Linked DNA regions of Danio rerio: region 1 is linked to region 2. The links are chromatin contacts, called in public Micro-C maps. All regions are on one chromosome and are shown on one strand. The core of a region is the stretch at or near the end of the contact, and the rest is flanking DNA. Distances in the headings are between cores, read along the strand shown.

What was found. Hi-C and Micro-C count contacts between places; a contact is called where the count stands out from the background.
Region 1: a Micro-C map of caudal fin shows a contact between it and region 2, with 18 times the contacts expected there. The contact joins two enhancer-like sites. A contact is called at or near these places in 6 of 18 Hi-C or Micro-C datasets (caudal fin, embryo, hematopoietic stem cells and 1 more) and 1 of 4 datasets of contacts at active chromatin or transcription factors (caudal fin).

The regions. Positions count from the first base shown.
Region 1 is chr23:16,257,552-16,261,663 of GRCz12tu, forward strand. The region is part of intron 5 of slc2a4rg (SLC2A4 regulator); the gene reads left to right. Among named protein-coding and RNA genes, the nearest start is that of gss, 52 kb to the right of the region's middle. Within about 2 kb of position 2,025, at least 16 of the 62 cell types and tissues checked have an H3K27ac peak or open chromatin away from gene starts, as enhancers often do. A contact at or near this core is called in caudal fin, where this site is marked.
Region 2 is chr23:16,089,043-16,093,214 of GRCz12tu, forward strand. All of the region lies in intron 5 of LOC100005368, which reads left to right. Among named protein-coding and RNA genes, the nearest start is that of slc2a4rg, 41 kb to the right of the region's middle. Within about 2 kb of position 2,574, at least 25 of the 62 cell types and tissues checked have an H3K27ac peak or open chromatin away from gene starts, as enhancers often do. A contact at or near this core is called in caudal fin, where this site is marked.

The DNA of each region.
Region 1 (4,112 bases), core at 775-3,274, 170 kb after region 2:
TAAGGCCCATTGGTTAATCTGGCCCTGCGAACCACACAAAATGGAGATGTGTGTAAATGTGACGATTAAGAAGCATTTCCTTTACATTGAGATTCATTCATTCATTCATTTTCTTTTCGACTTAGTCCATTTTTTAATCTGGGGTCACCACAGCGGAATGAACCACCAACTTATCCAGCATATGTTTTACACAGCGGATGCCCTTCCAGCTGCAAACCATCACTGGAAAACACCCATACACACTTAATCACACACATACACTATGGCCAATTTTAGCTTAGCCAATTCACCTATACCGCATGTCTTTGGACTTGTTGGAGAAACCAGAGCACCCGGAGGAAACACACACCAACACAGAGAGAACATGCAAACTCCACACAGAAGCGCCAAGTAAACCAGCTGAGGCTCGAACCAGCAACCTTCTTGCTGTGAGGCGATCATGCTACCCACTGCGCCATGCACCGCATTGCCGACATTGAGATGAAATATTACATTTTACATTGTTGAAAAAGAGATGAATATTAAAAAATGTAGATATTAAATGTGAAATATATTTGTTTGTTTACATATAGTCAGTGAATAGGCAACACATTTGGACTCATTTGGTCATCGTCTGTTTCTTTTAAAGTCTTTAAATTTAATATTAAGCCTTGAAAAGCAAATACTTTATTTAATTAATGGGGCATATAATTCAATGAATATAATTCAATAATTCATATAGAGCATACAATTTTATAAATATTAACATATTAATTTGATAAAATTAACATCTGCACTGGAAAAAATATTTAGCACAGCATTGCATGCTTAATTGGAACAAGAAAAAAATATTCATCCTAAAACATGAAATAAATGTTGTAGAAAGCAAAAATGTAACTTTCTCAAGCATCAACATATTGTTACAACACCAACTTATATATTTTTTGATTGTATTTCTTGAAAAGTAATGCTTCAATAAATGATCTGCCAGATAGAACCTTATAACTCCAAATGGAAAATGACTTTTCAGAATTAGCAGGTTCTATCTGCATTTACCGTGGTTTTTTTACTCTAATTTGCAAATGTAAGAGAACTTTGATTATTTACATTCAGAGAACCCTTTGGGTCTCTGTCATGGTAATGTATGAAAGAGAACTGTTACACACATATTGTTTGCTATATGGAATGCAAAACCTTTGAAGCTCAATATCTCAAAATCATTCAGAACGCAGATAGAACCTTATAATTCCAAAGTGACGATATGTTTAGGGTAATGACTTCATTAAATATGATGACAGACATTCAAAGCCTGATTTTTATATTTTAATAGAAGTTTTGAATGTAAATATGACGTGACAATATGACGTCTTATATGAAAACTGCCAGAATGACTGTTATGGTAACTCTAGTAGTTATAGAATTTTGGTAGTTTCAGTGTTAAACCTTTATGAGTTTCTTTCTTCTGTTAAACACAAAACAACATTTTAAAGAAGAAGAAAAAAAATTAGAAAACTTTAACCGTTGATATAGATATAACAGAAACCTTGAAATTCAATGTTTTCTTCAAAGTATTTTTTTGTATTGAAGAATCAGAATTCAGATTTCTGGGTGAACTATACTTTCAATTAAATTCAGCATTTCTTCTTGAATATCAAAGTAGCTGTATTTAAACTTGCATTTTAAAAATCCCCAATGACAACAAGCTCTAATGTTCTACTGAAGAAAAAAGTGGCCTATATTTGGGATGGCCTGAACATGAGTTTTCATTTTTTGGAGAACTGACTTTTATGAACACCAGTTAAGAAAATGACTCCTGAAGAAAAATGGCAATCATCATCAAGCATCATATAACCCGCTAAACTCTGTTGTGAAGATGATTTAGAGCCATTTGGACTGTCTGTCATGGGACAGCTCAGGGTAAGCTACTCTTTCAGAGCACCATAACAGGAGCTACAGAGGGAAACACATTCTGATGTCGGTAGTAAGAGTGTTTTTATAGCCTCATGTTGCTACCTACCATCCCATGTTTACAGTCAGAGCCGCCGGTAAAGATGTTGGCACTGCTGCCACCTGCTGGCGGGTACATATAACAAGAGCTGCACGGTTTGGGGGGAAAACTTTACAATATTTAGTTTTTCTGCGATAGATAGATAGATAGATAGATAGATAGATAGATAGATAGATAGATAGATAGATAGATAGATAGATAGATAGATAGATAGATAGATAGATAGATAGATAGATAGATAGATAGATAGATAGATAGATAGATAGATAGATAGATAGATAGATAGATAGATAGATAGATAGATAGATAGATAGATACGAATACAATTTCATCAGATGACTCGAATAGCTTCATCAGATGATTTGAATAGTTGGGAAGAATTCATTTTTTTAAACATTCATTTAGGTGATTTTGTAGGAGAGTACATTTGAATAAATCATAATAAACACCTGATATGCATAGATGAATATAATAGAGCAAAGATAGAAAATGAAATAAACAGAGCATTTTGTTTTTTTGGGGGGTGTCTAACAGTATTCAGGTACAAATAATAAAGAATCAAATGGAAAATTCTATAAATAATTAACCCCTTTAGACCTGAATTATGATCTAAGTTTCAGAGAAAGGCTTCCATCAATGAGACTAAATGAAAATAATAAACATGTCAGCATTCTTTAAACTGTTTTTTGTCTATTTCAGTGAACATCATGTCAAAATGACTTTTAATTTAGAGGTTTTTGTTTTATAGCCTGCTTATTATTATATAATAGCAGACTTTAAAAAGACAGTTGATTTGTAATTTTAATTAGTAAATGTAATCCTTTTTTCTTCAATCTTTCAAATATTGTCAAATATATCAATAAATGTGAATAAAACCATTGAAAATGTTCCTTAATTCTGTGTTTTGAACCAAGCGCTGCCATGCTTGTCTTCAGCATTGTGGATATAACAGATAGAGCTTTACTGCCATTTGATTGGCTGACAATCATCCAATATCATGGACAGCAGACTTGCTGAATTCATTCATTCATAAAATTTCAGCTTTTACAATCAAAAGGAAAAAAAAATGTGTATCAAATGTCCGACTGCCATTAGAATTTTAAATACCAGCTTTCAAATCAAATGGAAAATGTCTTCATTGGATAAATAATGAACCCCGTCAGACCAGAATTATGATCCAAGTTTAAGAGGAAGGCTTCCATCAACAAGACTGAATAAAAATAATAAAAATGTCAACATTCTTTAATATTTTTTGTCTATTTCGATGAACATCATATCAAAACAGTTGTCTTTACATAATGTTTCTTTTGAATGTCACAAACTTAAAAATGACAACTTTTAATTTTAATTTGAGGTTTTTGTTTTATAGCCTGCTTATTATTATATAGAAGACAAAAATATTTTTTTTAATTCCTTATTTTATTTAAAGTTTGCAACTCTACAATCTATTTGTAACTTTAATTAGTAAAAGCTATCCTTATTCTACTATGCAATCTATCAAATATTGACAAATATTTCAATAAATGTGAATAAAAGCATTGAAAACGTTGCTTACTTTTATATTCAGAACCAAGTGCTGCCATGCTTGTCTTTAGCATTGTGAATATTTTTTATTAAGATTACAACAAACAGAGCCTCCTGCCATTTGATTGGCTGACAAACATCCAATATCATGGACAGCAGACTTAAAAGTAGATTAAATGCTCAAAAAAAAAATCTAAACAAAAAATACCCTGATATGTAATGTCTGTTGTAATGGACGCAGGACACAAAAGGGATAAACAAGATCAAGATATTCATTCATTTATTTCTTTTCACCTTTGTCCTTTTATTAATCAGGATTCACCACAGCAGAATGAACCGCCAACTTATTCAGCATATGTTTTACACAGCGGATGCTCTTAATCATACATATACACTACAGCCAATTTAGTTTACCCAATTCACCTATGGCGCATGTCTTTGTACTTGTGGGGGAAACCAGAGGAAACCCACACGAACGCGGGATGAACATGCTAACTTCACACAGAAATGCTACCTGACCCAGCTGGGGCTTGAATCAGCGACCTTTTTACTGTGAGGCGACATCGCTCCACACCATGTGGACCTATGCATCCTAACACAA
Region 2 (4,172 bases), core at 1,324-3,823:
GTGAAAAGAGAACTTTTGTCACTTTTGGGTCCTAAATGCAAATGGAAAAACTGAAAAGCTAACATTAGGCTACAAACAGACTACACTGACTGGGCTTCACACATTTGCATTACTGAAAACGGAAAAGAGACAGGCTGCACTGTGGTAAGCAATATCTTCATAAAATAGCTTTATTAAAATAAATGATCAAGAGCTGAATCTGTCACTACGGTCTCTACAACTTCAAATCAATTCAAGTAAATGCTACACACAATATGAATGCTCAATTAGAAAAATATAACTATAAAATATTTATATATAATATTTATATATATTTTATATATTTACTTAACCAAATAACAAACAAATGCAAATGTCCAAGGCAAGCTGTAAATTTAAAGCGGGCTGCGTTCCAGACAGTTCAGCTCGATGCTGTATTATCTCTCCAACATCGCCTGTAGTCCCATTTAGCAATAGCTTGTTAGCTACCTCCTTTTAAAAGAAGGGTAACCAATTTAGAAAATCAGTGGTGTGTAACGGATGTGTTTTATGTCATAAAATAAAATGTGAAAGCATCTTGAGTTTGTGGTACCCACAAACCCATTTTAATCAATTTACACAAAATCCCATTCAAATAACCCATTGATTTTGGAACGAGGGAATCGGAACTGCTAAAATGCTAACTCACTTCTAACTTCTTGCATAAAAATTGACATCATAGATCCTCAACTTTATTAACTCAACTTTCAAATCAATTTAAAAAACCACACAGCAGTGCCCTAGTGATCACCCATGATTACCACAGCAACCACAAAATAACTTATTCAGAAGCAACTGCATGGGGACATTGTAGCAATCAATCAGAACAGCTCAGCAACCACAAAGTTACAAAATAAAAGTCTTAGAGCCACCAAGCAACCACATAATGTTTTTTTTAACTTCAAAAAAACTTTAGCTGTGTCTCATTTCAGAGGCTGGCCTCATCCTCCGAAGGATGCATTCGAAGTGCGCTGCGTAATCACGGCAAGACGAAGGCTGTCTCATTTAAAAAAATTAGAAGGCTCCTTTAAACACAGCCTGAAAAGTCATTCTTCATTTCCCATGTAATGAAGGATACAACCGGTGGATCCTTCGTGGTCTCGGACATCCCAAGATTCATTGTGCTCTGATAACGGCAGGACGTTTTTGAAGGAGAAAACTCCAGATTAAATGTATGAATTAGATTTTATTTTACTTGGCTGTCTAAACATATGTTAAAAAACAAAAAGAGTGTGACATGTCTTACTAAAAAGTGATTGTATAGACAGTTTACATATTTATGTGTACATATATGGATCAAAGGAGATATATTTCCAGCTCCAGTAAAGATTGCATTACCTTCAGATTGCTTAAAATAAGTTTTAAAAACACTCAGTCATTACAAATTTTATTACAGCTTATTAATGGCATTACGCATCATACACAATACACATCATACACATTATATAAACCAGTTGTTTTCAAAGTGGGGGTCGTGACCCCTCGAGGGGTTGCAGAACAATGAAGGGGGGTCGCCTGGTGATTTCCAAAAATTGACTTATTTTTATTAAACCATAAGAATTACCATATTTTATCCTTAACCAACTGAAGAGAAAAGATAGTTGTTTATAGTTACTATAAACTATAGTAGCTTATAGGTACTAGATCTATTGTATTGCGACCCCTGGGGTAATCACATTATATTAAAGACACAGCAATAGCATCAGATGTAGCAGATTGATTTTATAACACCAGGTTAACATTTCTGGCCCATTTACAGCACTTATATATATAAAAAAATTAAACGAATAATAGACTTGGGTCTATTGGTGTGTGTGCACCATTGCTTTCAGGGTTTCTGTATTTATAACTATAGGTGTTGGAGGTCGCAAGTCACGTTGGGGGTCTCGGGTTGAAAAGAAATCCTTGATATAAACTACATTAACAGAAACACCCTAACAACCACCTAGAACATCCCAGCAATAACAGTAACTCTCAAAACAACTTAACAGATAAGCAGCAGTGCCACAGAAACATCCTAGAAAGTACACAGAACACCCAAAGCTACTTACCTAAACTACAGTAACTGCATAACTACACCCTTACAACCACCCAGAATAACCCATTAATTAATTAATATTTACCTAACTTTCAGAAACTGCACAGCAACTCGCTAGCAATAACCCAACTTAAACCTCAGACAAAGTAAATGCACAGCAACACCACAGAAAGCACCCAACATACCCTAACACCCATATAATAAAGCACTAGATACCCTCAAAACACCTTAGCAAATGCTTGTCAGTGCCCTAGCAACCACATAATAAAGTAACTCAACACCTGCATCTTAAAACATTCTAGCATCATCATGGCATGCTCTGCAACACTTCAGTTTTCTTCAGAAATGTGGCCTTGATGAATAGCAGAGCATGAATTTTGCAAAACCAAGGTCGTGTATTCAATTTCCCAGCGCCTGTAGTGGAGTTGTCTGCCATTTGCACGGATGTAAATAGTGAGAGTTTGAGTACAGTTAGCAGTGCAGTTGGATGTTTTAACCACTAGAGTGTGCTGTTTCATATAGAAATATTCAGACTCGCCCTGCTGAAGCGACATCTAATGCATTGCCTGGACAGGATGATGGTTTACCGTGGTAAATGATTCACATTTCTACATGTTGAATCTTATTTGAATGTGCCAGTCATTTTTCTTATTTATAAAACCAAATCAATAATCAAGTAACTTTACTTTGTAGCATCAGTTGTTTTAGCAGATACTTGAGTGTATCTTTGTTAGCATTTCACCCATATTCATGTCCGCCTGTCAGCTGATATCTGTTTATGTTGTGTGCCGCTGTGGCAAGCCATTTTCACATTTAGTTTACACAATATATTAGTATCTATTTTCATGCTGTTTGTAGACTTGTTGAATAACTATTCAAATACAATACTAACACTTATTTATTATACCTTTTTAAAAACATACTAGTAGATTTCCATCATTACTAGCCTCTCCAATAGTATCTGGATGCAGCCTGTATGATGCAAGGTGAGATTGCATCACTCAGCGATGAAATGTCAGACACAATGCAAATGGAGTGACGTCCCTGTGAGGAGTAGGGTTAGGGGTGGGGTTAGGTGAGCCCATTAAAAAGCATTGGATGCTGCTCAGATTGCACTGCACCAGGTCTGCATCCAGACCCCTCTCAGCCACTCACCATTTTCACTAGACACAGTTTTATTGTTGCGGGGAAATATATTTTTAATGCATAAATTTGGCTTTGACATGCTAACATGACTTGATTTAGATTTTGTGTTTTGTCCGCATGCATTTCACTTTTTTGTGTGTTGTGTATGAGCGTGTTCAATGTGCATGAGCAAATGGGTTGTGGTTTCATAGTGTTGCACAGCAGTTAGTTTTTATCTCACATGACTTTTCAGGGCTCAAAATTAAGGATCTACCAAATTTATCTCCACAGATAAATTACCACCACAGCAAAAATAAATAATTTTTTCTTAGCCATAAATTTTTTCCTTGTTTTGGTGTCAAAACAAGCAAATTATAGCTGTATACTACACTTTTTATTGAACAAAATAAATAAAAAATTGACATTTTAAAAATAATTATTGTCATGTATCTAAAACAATGCACAGTCTATGTCCTGGCTAAAGGTCTCAGATCACCACCACTTAACTAAATAGGGAGTTAATCTCCTATTATCTTATTGCAATCTTATTGTAAAAAATATAATTAAACCATATTAACAAAAATAACAGTAAGCAAAAGAAAGCAGGTGAAAAACATACTGTGTGATAATGAAAGTATCACGTTAACTTTACGCCTGTTAATAGTCTGTTCAAAGAATGGGTAAAGCGAAAGCAGCAACTGACGCTGCTTACAAAAAGACATTTAAAAAAAAAAAAAAATTTAAATTGAGCTCTTGAAAGCAAGAGGACTGTGGATGCAGAAGCATCACCTTTTGTCAAGTCTATTTAAAAGAGAACTGATTGCACCAGTTGAGTTTCCAGGCACAGTTGCTTCGCGGAAGGAAACTACAGAGTGTGTAACTCCGCCAGTCCTACACCACCCAACCCGCTCTGAGCCGGGATCGAACCGGTATGGGAGTCGGTTGCTCAGTCAAGAAGGCTAAAGATCATGGCCTCTAGCGCTAGAGCACC